Linked DNA regions of Arachis hypogaea: region 2 is linked to region 1. Evidence: chromatin contacts called from public Hi-C data. All regions are on one chromosome and are shown on one strand. The core of a region is the stretch at or near the end of the contact, and the rest is flanking DNA. Distances in the headings are between cores, read along the strand shown. Region 1 has its middle 16 kb from the start of LOC112729322. Region 2 holds the start of LOC112727720.

Region 1 (6,123 bases), core at 2,484-4,983:
GTCGAAAGATTGGGCAGCAACACAACGAGAGGATTTGGTGAGAGAGGCGGCAGTAGTGCAACAAGAGGAGTTAGAGGAGGAAGGCACGGCATTCGGCGAGTGGATTTGCAGGAAAAGGCACAGCCAGTATAGCAATGAGAGGATTCGGAGGGGCAAAGTAGCGACGTCGCGGCGACCACGACAGAGCCAAGGCGGTTGGGATCACACTAACAGAGGAGGCACAGGCGCAGAGGAAGCAGAGGAGAGCAAACACTGATAGCACAGAAACGAAGCAGATGAGCTAGTGAGGAGAATGACGAGTGACGATCAGCAATAAGAGATGTGAGAAGGATGAAGTGGAAAGGCGCGTGTTATTTGAGCGGAAACCTAGTTTTTTGAAATTTAAAAACTAGATTTTTTGAAAAGTTGGCTCCTCTTGGTTGCATATGGAGTTGATTACTTATACTTTTTCTATCTTTTCATCCTTTTTTCCCATCTTTCTAATACTATAATTTCACCCATACCACCAACCATCCACCACCACTACTGCCGCCCGCCATCCCATTGCTATCGTCATCGGTCAGCCACCCTCAACCCTAAATTCTAAATTTTAAATCCAAAATTATAAATTCTAAATCCTAAATTATAAATTATAAATTCAATGCTGAAATTAGTTTTTTTTTTTTTCACTTTCAAATGTTTTTTTTCACTTTAATTTTGGATGTTTTGATTGTCTTTGAATTTTTTTTAGAAGTTCTTTCTTTTCCATCTATTTATTATCTAATTTTCAAGTTTTTGGCTGAATTAATGTGGACTTCTTAATCTTTTTCCTCTCCAAATAATCCTCTATGTGAAATGTCCCCTATGCAACATAAGAACAATGATCATAATATGGACTACAAACTATGTAATCTGAATCCGATATATCATGCAATAAAAGGGACTCTTCACATTAAGTAATTGGCGGCTTCACCAAATATAAGCTTTAATAACTCCAAATAAGTACCGATGCTTTTTGTGTTTGGGATGCCCGATATTTCAAGTGTCATCCTTTCAAGTATTTCATGCAATGTCTTGTCTAGTTACTACAAGACATATTAGCTCTCATATAATCATGACTCAATGAGCTGCTCTACCACATTGAGGTTATCAACTTATCATCACTACTCGTCTCAACCGGTTCTATCTAAAAAGATATTTGGACTTCAGAAGCATAGCAACCTTACCTAAAAGCCATCCTCATCAATAGTTGTGATTCACCTTCAATGATCTTCATAAGATTTGCAAGTAATTTTCTTAATTTTCCTACAAGACAAAGAAACATGTGTTATAGCACTACAAATAACTCAAAGTTATGATCCAAATACAAAACAATTCTGCAAAAATTTTCAGTAAAGCTCAAATTGATGTCCAAATTTAATTGTAAAATAAATAACATGTTTATCATAAATAGTGATATAAATTTCATATAATTTCAACACACCACATCACATCACATGCATTATGTTATTTTCCAACACATTTTTTCACTTCGTGTTGTTTGATGTCTACCATAAAAAATGATGTCATTTTGTGAAATTTAACCATGCATATTAGCATGAGTCAAATGACATGATGAAAATCAAAAGTTGAATTAGGGAACAACTTGATTGAATACTTATTGGCCACCTTTAATTTATTAATTGTCACTTGGGTAAAATGACAGAAATATTTATTTTAATTTTATTTTCTTTTGGCAAGTTATTTGCATTGCTCTTAATATTCGTATGCCACTAACAGTTGAAGCACTTCCAATGTCTTTCTTCATTTTTGTATAAGGAATCTAATTAGATAAGATAAAGTAGCTAAATTATGTTGCTAAATATTCATAAGAAAACTATATTGATAATATTTATATGAGAATTATGAACTTCACTATTTTTATTTAGTGTAGCTGTCATTTTTTCTTAAAGCCAAATATAGTAATAACTTAATGTCATTTCTCTTTGATTATCTTATGGTAATCAATTAATTACTTGAAGAAAAAATCACTCATTCCGTAAAAAAAAAGTATTTTGGAAACTCTGAAGATAAATAATATATCGTGTTAGAGAATTGGAGATATCTATATTCTTTGCTGTTGTATATATTCACACGATAATTAATGGAATATAAACTTCTATAGGTCCTAACCTGTATTGTTTTTTTTTTATTCATCAGGTATTTCCAAACTTGAATGCTTTGATAGTGAACAATAATGATGTTGAGGTTATATTACAAAACAAGACCAATACAAGAACCTTGAACATCTTACAGTGTCCGAATTTGATATTGAAGTCATCACATTTCCATATTGGTTTTTGGAATCACCAACTGTTGAATAATGGAGTTATTTTACAGAAATATTTCAAGATATCATAGAGTTTCTAGTGAAGAAGGACAAGTCACAACTAGCACACAAATAAAGGATCTTACTCTATATATCATTATGTCTCCGCCTTAGCCTCTAATAACATACATCAAACAAACTCTGCCTTGAATAACAGATGATTTACTACCAGAATCAATTTGTTTCCAAATGTTACCCAAAATTGGATCTTCAAAAGGTCTACGGAAAGACTTGACACGTATCTTATCTTTTAAATCTAATCCATCAACAAAGAAAATAGGATAAATATAATTCAAAATTCAGTAGTATGGAAGCGACTGAAAAAGCAAAGCATAATTATAATATCAGAGTAATTTTTTTAAAACAAAAGATAAATCAAATATTAAAGCCAGAGAGTAGAGAGACATAAAAAAATGATTCAACAAAAATATCTATAATACATACCTTCTCTTGACACATGGCAAAATAATATCAAGAATAATCTTTTGTAAGAACTCGTCAATGACTTCATCAACATGTGTCAACGTAAACTATACAACACTAAGAGCAACAAGTGAGTTATTAATAAAACCAATAAATACAAAAGCATCAAAGAATACATTTTCCATCGGATACCTTGTGCACTCCTCGAAATCCCCAAACCCTCTTTGGATCCACACCCTGCAATTCTAGATCTGTCTTGCTACCAAGAAAATAATCAAATTCATCATCCAGCTCTTCATTTTTTCGATCATCATTAACTATATTATTTAAGCCCTCATCATTGAACATAATCTCAAGCAGCAAGTCAGTTTTCCCAGCGCATGTCGTTGAAATTCTCCTTTGAACAAACAAGATTAGCTCAAACATATTTAGTTGAAGTGCAATCTAAATAATTCTAAGAAAAACAAAACTAGGGATTAATTAAAAAAAATCTAAGTTTAATTAATAAAAAAAACATGAGAAAACATTTTAGTTCATCCATTGGCCAATAAGAAAACATTTGGCTTTAATTGTTAGTTCAGGAATCTACATTAGTAATCTTACAGTGACTTTAAAATAAGGTTACGACATAAAATGAGTAAATGTGTTCTAGTAATGAGAACAACAGAAACCTATTCAAAGAGGTTACACACTTAAAATGAAATAATAATAAAAGAATGGAAAAAATGGAAAGTATAACACACACCATGGGAAGAGGAGCTCAGAGAAGATATACGAAAATGCTTCGCAAGTCTAACACCCAGCGAATTCATTTTCTGCAAAAACCTGCAAATAACAACAAAGAAGAAAAAGAAGACGAGGAGGTGGAGCAAGGGTTTAAACACTTTCTCAGGGTCTAGTGGAAAATGGGGAAGAGAGAGAGGGTTTATGCAATCATGTTACACATGCTACAAAATTTGGACTCATCTTAAATGGGCCGGACCCATTTGTTCGTACAATAGAACCAAAAGATAACGATAACTAGTAGGTTTTGGGCCCATTCCAAACCCAAAAACAAAACCGAGGGAACATTATTGAACAACAATGTCTTCCTCTGTCGTGCCACGGCGGAATCTTCCTTAGTGGTGGGGTGGTTGGTACTACTACTACTCTAAGGAAGTTGTATAGAATTTGGAGTTTGTATAAAGAAGGATATAATTGTAATTTTTATTTTATAAAAAAATTTTCATGTAAAGAAAATTTTTATGATTTCTTTTCACCGGCACATTAGGCATTTTTGTAGCAATTCTAATTTTAGATATTTCGAGCTCTGGAATTCGATGGAAGAACTTTGGAATCCAATGCATAATCAACTAAATAGAAATATATGAATAAAAAAATAAGTCAATTTAGTAAAACCATCTTACATTATATTGAAAGAAACATCCGCAATACCAACCCCATCAAGTATCCAATTTCGGACTACCAAATATCATAAATCAGGAAGAAACATCCAACATGCATGAAACAACTACCTAAAATCAAAAAAACATTAATCTAAAAGCAAAGTAACGTCCATCTAAAATCAAATAAACATCCATCTAGAAAAAAGAAACATCCATGTAAAATCAGGAAGAAATGTCCAATCCATCGAAAAAAAGAAACATCCATCTAAAGCCAGGAAGAAATATCTAGTATATCTAAAAAAGAAAGCATCCATATAAAATCAGGAGAAAACATCCATATAAAAGCAAAGAAACATCCAATCCATCTTAAATCAAAGAAACATTCATGTAATATTTACTTTTCTTTTAGATGGATGTTTCTTTGATTTTGGATGAATTGGATGTTTCTTCATGATTTTCGATTGATGTTTAGTTTTTTAGATGTACTAGATATTTCTTCTTGATTGTAGAGGGATGTTTATTTGATTTTAGGTGGATGTTTCATGCATGTTGGATGTTTCTTCTTGATTTAGGCTATTTTGGTAGTCCGAGGTTGGATACTTGTTGGGATTTGGTATTGCGAATGTTTCTTTTGTGTAATGTAGGATGGTTTTATTAAATCGATTTATTTTTTTATTCATGTAGTTCTATTTAGTTGGTTATGCGTTGGATTCCGAAGATCTTTCATCAGATTCCAGAGCCTGAAATGTCTAAAATTAGAATTGGTACCAAAATGCCTAATGTGCTAGGTGGAAAGAAATCATAAATATTTTTCTCACATGACAATTTTATTATAAAATAGAAATTAAAGTTGTATCATTCTTTATACAAACCTCAAATTCTATATAACTTTATTATAGTAGTAACAGTACCAACTGCCCTACCACTAAAGAAGATTCCGCCGTGGTACGATAGAAGAAGACGTTGTCATTCGATACTATTCCCTCAGTTTTGTTTTGGGCATGGAATAGGCCTAAAACCTACTACTTATCATTATCTTTTGATTTTATTTTACTGAAAAATGGATCCGGCCCATTTAAAATGAGTCCAAAGTTTGCAACATGAGTGACTGTGATTGCATAAACCCTCTTTCTCTTATCCATTTTCCACTAGATCTTGAGAAAGTGTTTAAACCATAGTTATGAAAATTTGGCTCGACTCGGCCGGTTTGATCGAAATTCGGTCACTCAGTCACTTGGTTAGACCAAGCCACTCGTTTGATCGTCCAAGCATCGGATCGCTGAACTCTAGTTGACTGGGCCGATTTTTAGCAAAACCAGTGAGGCAGTGACCCAACTGGTTTCTATAACCCGGACTGGGTCATTATATTTTTTTTTTTAGTATTTACCTAAATTGGACCCCAAGAAATTTTGAAGTGGATATCTTAGCCCCCAAGAAAAATAATCATCAATTTTGCCCCAACTTTTAACGATGTCCGTCAAATTGGTCCTTCGAAAATGGATCCATCCTACGCGTGTCGTTAAGCTACTGAGTCACATAATGAAGGAGCACAAATTGGCCCCTTCTACCTAACACAAAATGTAGTGTTTTAGGGGCAATTTGCGACGTCATTTCGTATGCTTAGAACCCCCTTTTTACTCACCTTGTATATCATCTTCCCTCCCCCAACTTGTTTTCACATAGGTGTTTCGAAGAAAGCCCTAACCTTGTCAACCGTCGTCGTCATGCTACGTCGCTACACATTGCCGCCGGAGTAGTTCGTAGCAAACGGTGAAGGGTAGCAGAAGCTACTGTTGGAGTATCGATTGCCACTCATATTGATAGTGAAACCAAGCAAAGCTGGAAGTGGTTTCTAAAGCTTCTCCAAGATGACCTCGACGACTGCAAAGTGGAATGATGGAACTTCATTTCCGACCAGCAAAAGGTACCCTAAATCTTATACATATGTATTTGTTAGTGATAGTTTAA
Region 2 (6,123 bases), core at 2,213-4,712, 130 kb after region 1:
TTGTTTACATCTTATACTCCTGGTGATTTTGGTGATGTGAAAATGGCTCATCAAGGTGTTGCAAAATGTGCTGGTGTTGGACAGGTTTGCTTAGAAACCTCCAATGGTACCAAGTTGACTTTGAAGCGTGTGAAGCATGTTCCAGATATTCGGTTGAACTTACTTTCTGTTGGTAAGTTGTGTGATGAAGACTTGGATAGCTCATTTTCTCGTGATAGTTGGAAGCTCACCAAGGGTTCCATGGTTGTTGCTAGAGGTACTCGACACTCTACTCTTTATTTAACTCAAGCAAAGATTGTGAAAGATGTTATTAATGCTGCTGAGTTTGTTGATGAAACTGATTTATGGCATAAGAGATTATGTCATATGAGTGAGAAGGGTATGAATATGTTATCCAAGAGAAATCTTTTATCTGGTTGTAAGGTTGCTTTGCAAAAGTGCAACCATTGCTTTGCTGGGAAACAAAACAGGGTTTCTTTTAAGAGCCATCCACCTTCAAGGAAGCCGGAGATACTTGACTTGGTACATTCTGATGTATGTGGGCCGATGAAGACAAGAACACTTGGAGGGTCTATCTATTTTGTAACCTTTATTGATGATCATTCTAGAAAATTATGGGTTTACACTTTGAAGACCAAAGATCAAGTTTTGAATGTGTTCAAGCAATTTCAAGCTTCTGTTGAAAGAGAAACTGGGAAGAAGTTGAAATGCATTCGTACTGACAATGGTGGTGAGTACTCAGGTCCATTTGATGCTTATTGTAAAGAGCATGGTATAAGACATCAGAAGACTCCTCCGAAGACTCCTCAGTTGAATGGCTTGGCTGAAAGAATGAACAGAACACTGGTTGAAAGAGTTAGGTGCTTATTGTCGCAGTCTGGATTGGCAAAATCCTTTTGGGGTGAAGCTTTGAGCACTGTTGTTCATGTCTTGAACCGGACACCATGTGTTCCTTTGCAATTTGAAGTGCCAGAGAAGGTATGGTCAGGTAAAGATGTTTCTTATGATCATTTAAGAGTCTTTGGATGTAAAGCTTTTGTTCATATTCCCAAAGATGAGAGATCTAAGCTTGATGTAAAGACTAGGCAGTGTATTTTTATTGGCTATGGCATGGATGAGTTTGGTTACATGTTTTATGATCCTGTTAGCAAGAAGGTGATTCGGAGTAGAGATGTTGTCTTTGTTGAAGACCAAACATTGAAGGATGTTGATAATGCTGAGAAGCCAATGGTTCAGCCTAGTGATGATTTTTCTGACTTGGATATTACTCCCTCTATGCCTATGGTAGAAGATGGTAGAGTTGAAGCTCAAAATAATGAGCATGATACAAGTGCAGGTGAAGATGGAACAATTGATCCGATACTTGATGAAGTTGGTGATGATGATCAAGATGAAGAACCAGCTTTGGAAATTCCTGCAAATGCACTCAGAAGGTCTACAAGAGAGCGGAAGCCTTCATCAAGGTATTCTCCACATGAGTTTGTTTTGTTGACTGATGGGGGAGAACCTGAATGCTTTGGAGAGGCTGTTGAAGATGAAAGCAAAGCTCAATGGCTTGAAGCTATGCAAGAAGAAATGAAGTCCTTGCTTGAGAATGATACCTATGAGTTGGTGAAGCTACCGAAGGGTATGCGAGTTTTGAAGAACAAATGGGTATTCAGAATCAAGAATGAAGAACACAATTCTAAGCCTCGGTATAAGGCTAGATTGGTTGTTAGAGGCTTTAGCCAGAGAAAAGGTGTTGATTATGAGGAGATCTTTTCTCCTGTTGTGAGGATGTCATCCATTCGTGCTGTGCTTGGATTAGCAGCGTCTCTTGATTTGGAGATTGAGCAAATGGATGTGAAGACAGCTTTTCTTCATGGTGATTTAGACAAGGAGATCTACATGGAGCAACCGGAGGGCTTTGTTGTTAAAGGAAAGGAAGATTTTGTGTGCAAGCTTAAGAAGAGTCTTTATGGGTTGAAGCAAGCTCCAAGACAGTGGTACAAGAAGTTTGAATCTGTTATGGGGAAGCATGGTTACCGTAAGACAACTTCAGATCATTGTGTATTTGTGCAAAAATTTTCTGATGATGATTTTATCATTCTTTTGCTTTATGTGGATGATATTTTGATTGTGGGCAAGAATGCTTTGAGGATTAATGAGTTGAAGAAACAGTTGAGTAAGTTCTTTGCTATGAAGGACTTGGGTCCTGCCAAACAAATTTTGGGCATGACTATTACTCGTTATAGAGATTCCAAGAAGCTTTATTTGTCACAGGAGAAGTACATAAAGAAGGTGCTTCAAAGGTTTGGCATGAATGATGCCAAATGTGTTGCTAGTTCTTTTGCTCCTCATTTTAAGTTGAGTACCAAGCAGTGTCCAACCACTGATGAGGAGAAACAAGCAATGGATGAAATTCCTTATGCCTCAGCTGTTGGAAGCTTGATGTATGCTATGGTGTGTACTAGACCAGACATTGCTCATGCAGTTGGTACTGTGAGTCGTTTTCTCTCTAATCCAGGTAAAGAACATTGGAATGCTGTTAAATGGATTATGAGATATCTCAAAGGTACAACTAACTTGAGTTTGAGTTTTGGTGGTGAGAAACCTTTGCTAGTTGGCTTTACTGATGCAGACATGGCAGGAGATATTGATTCTCGAAAGTCTACTTCAGGTTATTTGGTCAAGTTTGCAGGGGGAGCTATTTCATGGCAGTCAAGGCTACAAAAGTGTGTTGCACTTTCTACCACAGAGACAGAGTTTATTGCAGCAACTGAAGCATGTAAAGAGTTGTTGTGGATGAAGAAGTTTCTTGCAGCACTTGGTTTCAAGCAAGACCGTTATGTGTTGTTGTGTGATAGCCAAAGTGCTATTCATCTTGCCAAGAATTCTACTTTTCATCCAAGATCTAAACACATTGATGTTAGGTATCACTGGATACGGGATGTGTTAGATTCAAAGTTGTTGGAACTTGAGAAAGTTCACACTGATGACAATGGTGCTGATATGATGACAAAAGCATTGTCAAGAGAAAAGTTTGAAACATGTTGTTTGATCGCCGGAATGGCGAGAGCCTCCACCTAGTCGAGAAGGGGGAGATTTGTTGGGTTTTTCTCTCCTTTGTGAGGCCCAAGCCCAACATTTTGAGGGTGTCTCTTGCACCCATTGTGCCACAACCCTAGTTCAGATTTTTGGGGGTCATTGAGAGTGAGAGAGAGTAGCCACCAAGTGAGAGAAAAGGGAAAAACAGAATTCCCGTTTTTGCCCAAAGCAGTAAATTTCTAATGTCAGTTTCTGAGTTGTTCACCGTTGGATCGGCTTGAAATTTAAACTGCATGTTCCTATCATCTTGTTCTTCATTCTGGTCGGTGGAGATGTTGATTGGAGATTTGCAGTGAGAGAAATTGGCTTCGCAAGAGAGAAATTAGGTTTCCCGTTTTTACACAGAGCAGCAATTTTGGAACGGCAGTTTCTCATTCTTTCACCGTTGGATCGACGTGAAATTTGAACTGTAGATTCTTCACATCTTGTTCTTCATTCTGGACGGTGGAGATTTTAATTGGAGGTCTGCAGAGGGAGAAATTGGCTTCGACAGTAGCTCTGTTTTTTGGGTATATTTCATCTTCTTGCTTTTCATTTGTGAGCTTTGGTGCTTTGATGTTTTGGCTGGTTATATGCACATTTTTGTGCTTTGTTTGAGACTCTCTTGTACCTCATTTGATTATAGTGGAGCTATTTCATTGGTCTGGACGACTCGTGGTTTTTACCTCTCACATTGAGGGGGTTTTCCACGTTAAAATCTCGGTGTGTTCTTATTATTGCTTTACTTGCTATATTTGCTTGTTATAGTTGCTGCCATATTGTGTTGTGAGTGCTTCCATATTGTTCTTGTATTGGACATTTGTGTCGTTTCCGCTGCTAGGCTCTATCAGTTAGATGGTGCCAATAGTGGAGACATGGATGCGGTCACTTATTCAGCACTGGAATTGAGTTACAATTGGTTGGAATCTGAGGAGATGAAGGATGTACTCTTGCTTTGTTCCGTAATGGGATCCTTTTTTATTCCAGAGTACATAGTGACATGCGCCATGGGTTTAGACCTATTTAAAGGAATAAACACACTAGCCGCTGCAAGAAATAGGTTATTCAGAATACTTGACACCTTGAAGGCCTCTTGTCTGATGTATGAAGGTCGTATGTCTTCTTGTCTGTTGTATGTGCATGACATTGTTCGTGAAGTAGCTGTATCCATAGCAAAACGGGATCGCCATGTTTTTACAACAAAGCATGGAGATGCCTTGAAGGAATGGCCGACAGAGGGATTTCTAAGAAGCTGCTCCCAGATTGTCCTGGATAATTGCATCATCAATAAGCTTCCTGAAAAGTTAGATTGTCCTAATCTTTTGCTTTTTGTATTGAATAGTGCTGATCGTTCTCTGGAAATCCCTGATTCTTTCTTTGAGGGAATGAAAAGCCTCAAAGTGTTAGAATTGAGATGCATAAACTTGCCTTTGTTACCAACATCTATTTGTGGGCTAACTAGCCTTCAAACATTGCACTTGTTTATATGTGTTCTACAAAGTATGGATGGAATAGGAGCTTTGAAAAATCTAGAAATTCTTAACCTCTGGTGTTCTTCCATGATAAACTTTCCTAGTGAAATTGGTCAGTTGACTAAGCTAAAAATGTTACTTATGTGCTACTCTGGAGTTGAAGTCATCCCGCAAAACATCATATCAAGATTGATCAGTTTGGAGGAGTTTTACATGAGAGGTATTTCAATTGATTGGAATGGTGAAAATTTAGTCAGCAAAACAAAAAATGCCAGCCTTGATGAATTCCGACAGTTGTTGAACTTGACAGCTCTAGGATTAGAAGTTCGTGAGGCTTGCATGTTGCCAAGTGATCTGATGTTTGATAAATTAGAAAGGTACAATATAGCTATTGGAGATGTCTGGGAAGGGTTTGATATTGATGATGAAACACTGAAGACGTTGAAGCTCAAGCTTGAGACCAATATTCACTTGGAGCCCGGGATCAAAGGATTGATTAAAAGAGCAGAGAATTTGTATTTGGATGAAGTTGGAGGCATTTCGAATGTACTCTATCAATTGAATGGAGACGGATTTCCTCAACTGAAGCACCTCCACATCCAAAATAATGCCTTAATTCAGCACATCATTGATTTTAAAGAGAGGACTCATGTTCCATCCCCCTCATTTCCAAACCTGGAAAAACTGGTCATTCAGAATCTCGATCAGATGGAGAAAATTTATGATGGGCCACTTGCGAACAATTCTTTTGCCAAGCTCCAGGCCATCAAAGTTGAAAACTGTAATAAAGTGAAATATCTTCTCTCTGTTTCCATAGTTAAAAGCATGTCTCAGCTTTCAGAGCTCGAAGTTTCTCGATGCAAACTTATGGAAAGGATCGTGTTTGAAGATGGTGATGCAAGTGTAATGAATGACGAAACTGTTGAAACCATTCAGTTTCCATTGCTCCATTCTCTAACTTTACAACATTTGGATGAGCTTAAAAGTTTCTTTTCTCATCAGCCAACATCTTCTGCTATACCCCTTTTTAACAATCAAGTAAGTGTTTTACCTTCTATTCTTGTTTCAAATCTTTACGCGCATACAGGTAAGTCCTAAGATGATTATTTTCAATGATAATTAGGGTTTTTTAATTTATTTATATATTGTATTTTATGAAGAGTATCGGTGGATCTGAATAATTATGACTAAGCATAAATAACATATCTAATCAAAAGTAGTATTAACTATTAAGTGGTATCTTCTGACTTCTAAAAGATTGGAAGACCATTTTGCTTAGTTGTTATACTCTGTAAACTAATAAATATACTTATATTAATTTTTTAAGATAAAAATATAATTTTTTTTGTTAATATTTTTTTATTATATTTCTATATAGCATATTAAGTTAATTTTAATGTCAAGAAAATATACAATCATCAATCATGAACCAAATTTATAATAACTATGTATTCAATTCAATAAAATTGAAAATGCATTTCACTTATGTGTGTGTGAGAGAATAGCTTAAAACATTTTTTAAAATTATAGTAAATAATTATTGATCGTCATGAATACTACTAAGTACTTTTTATGGGTACTAAAA

The links. A called contact is a pair of places that touch in the nucleus more often than the background predicts.
Region 2: a contact with region 1 is called in a Hi-C map of an unstated tissue, with 4 times the contacts expected there. The contact joins the promoter of LOC112727720 here to the enhancer-like site in region 1. A contact is called at or near these places in 3 of 8 Hi-C or Micro-C datasets (leaf and an unstated tissue).

What each region holds. Positions count from the first base shown.
Region 1 is chr12:92,569,503-92,575,625 of arahy.Tifrunner.gnm2.J5K5, forward strand. No RefSeq gene overlaps it. Among protein-coding and RNA genes, the nearest start is that of LOC112729322, 16 kb to the right of the region's middle. Within about 2 kb of position 3,734, at least 2 of the 3 cell types and tissues checked have open chromatin away from gene starts, as enhancers often do.
Region 2 is chr12:92,697,515-92,703,637 of arahy.Tifrunner.gnm2.J5K5, forward strand. LOC112727720 reads left to right here and starts at 3,463. Exons shown (of 11, transcript XM_025777597.3): 1 at 3,463-3,596; 2 at 3,908-5,576. The coding sequence starts at 3,942. LOC112727719 (retrovirus-related Pol polyprotein from transposon TNT 1-94) reads left to right here. Exons shown (of 6, transcript XM_025777595.3): 6 at 1-3,784. The coding sequence ends at 3,069.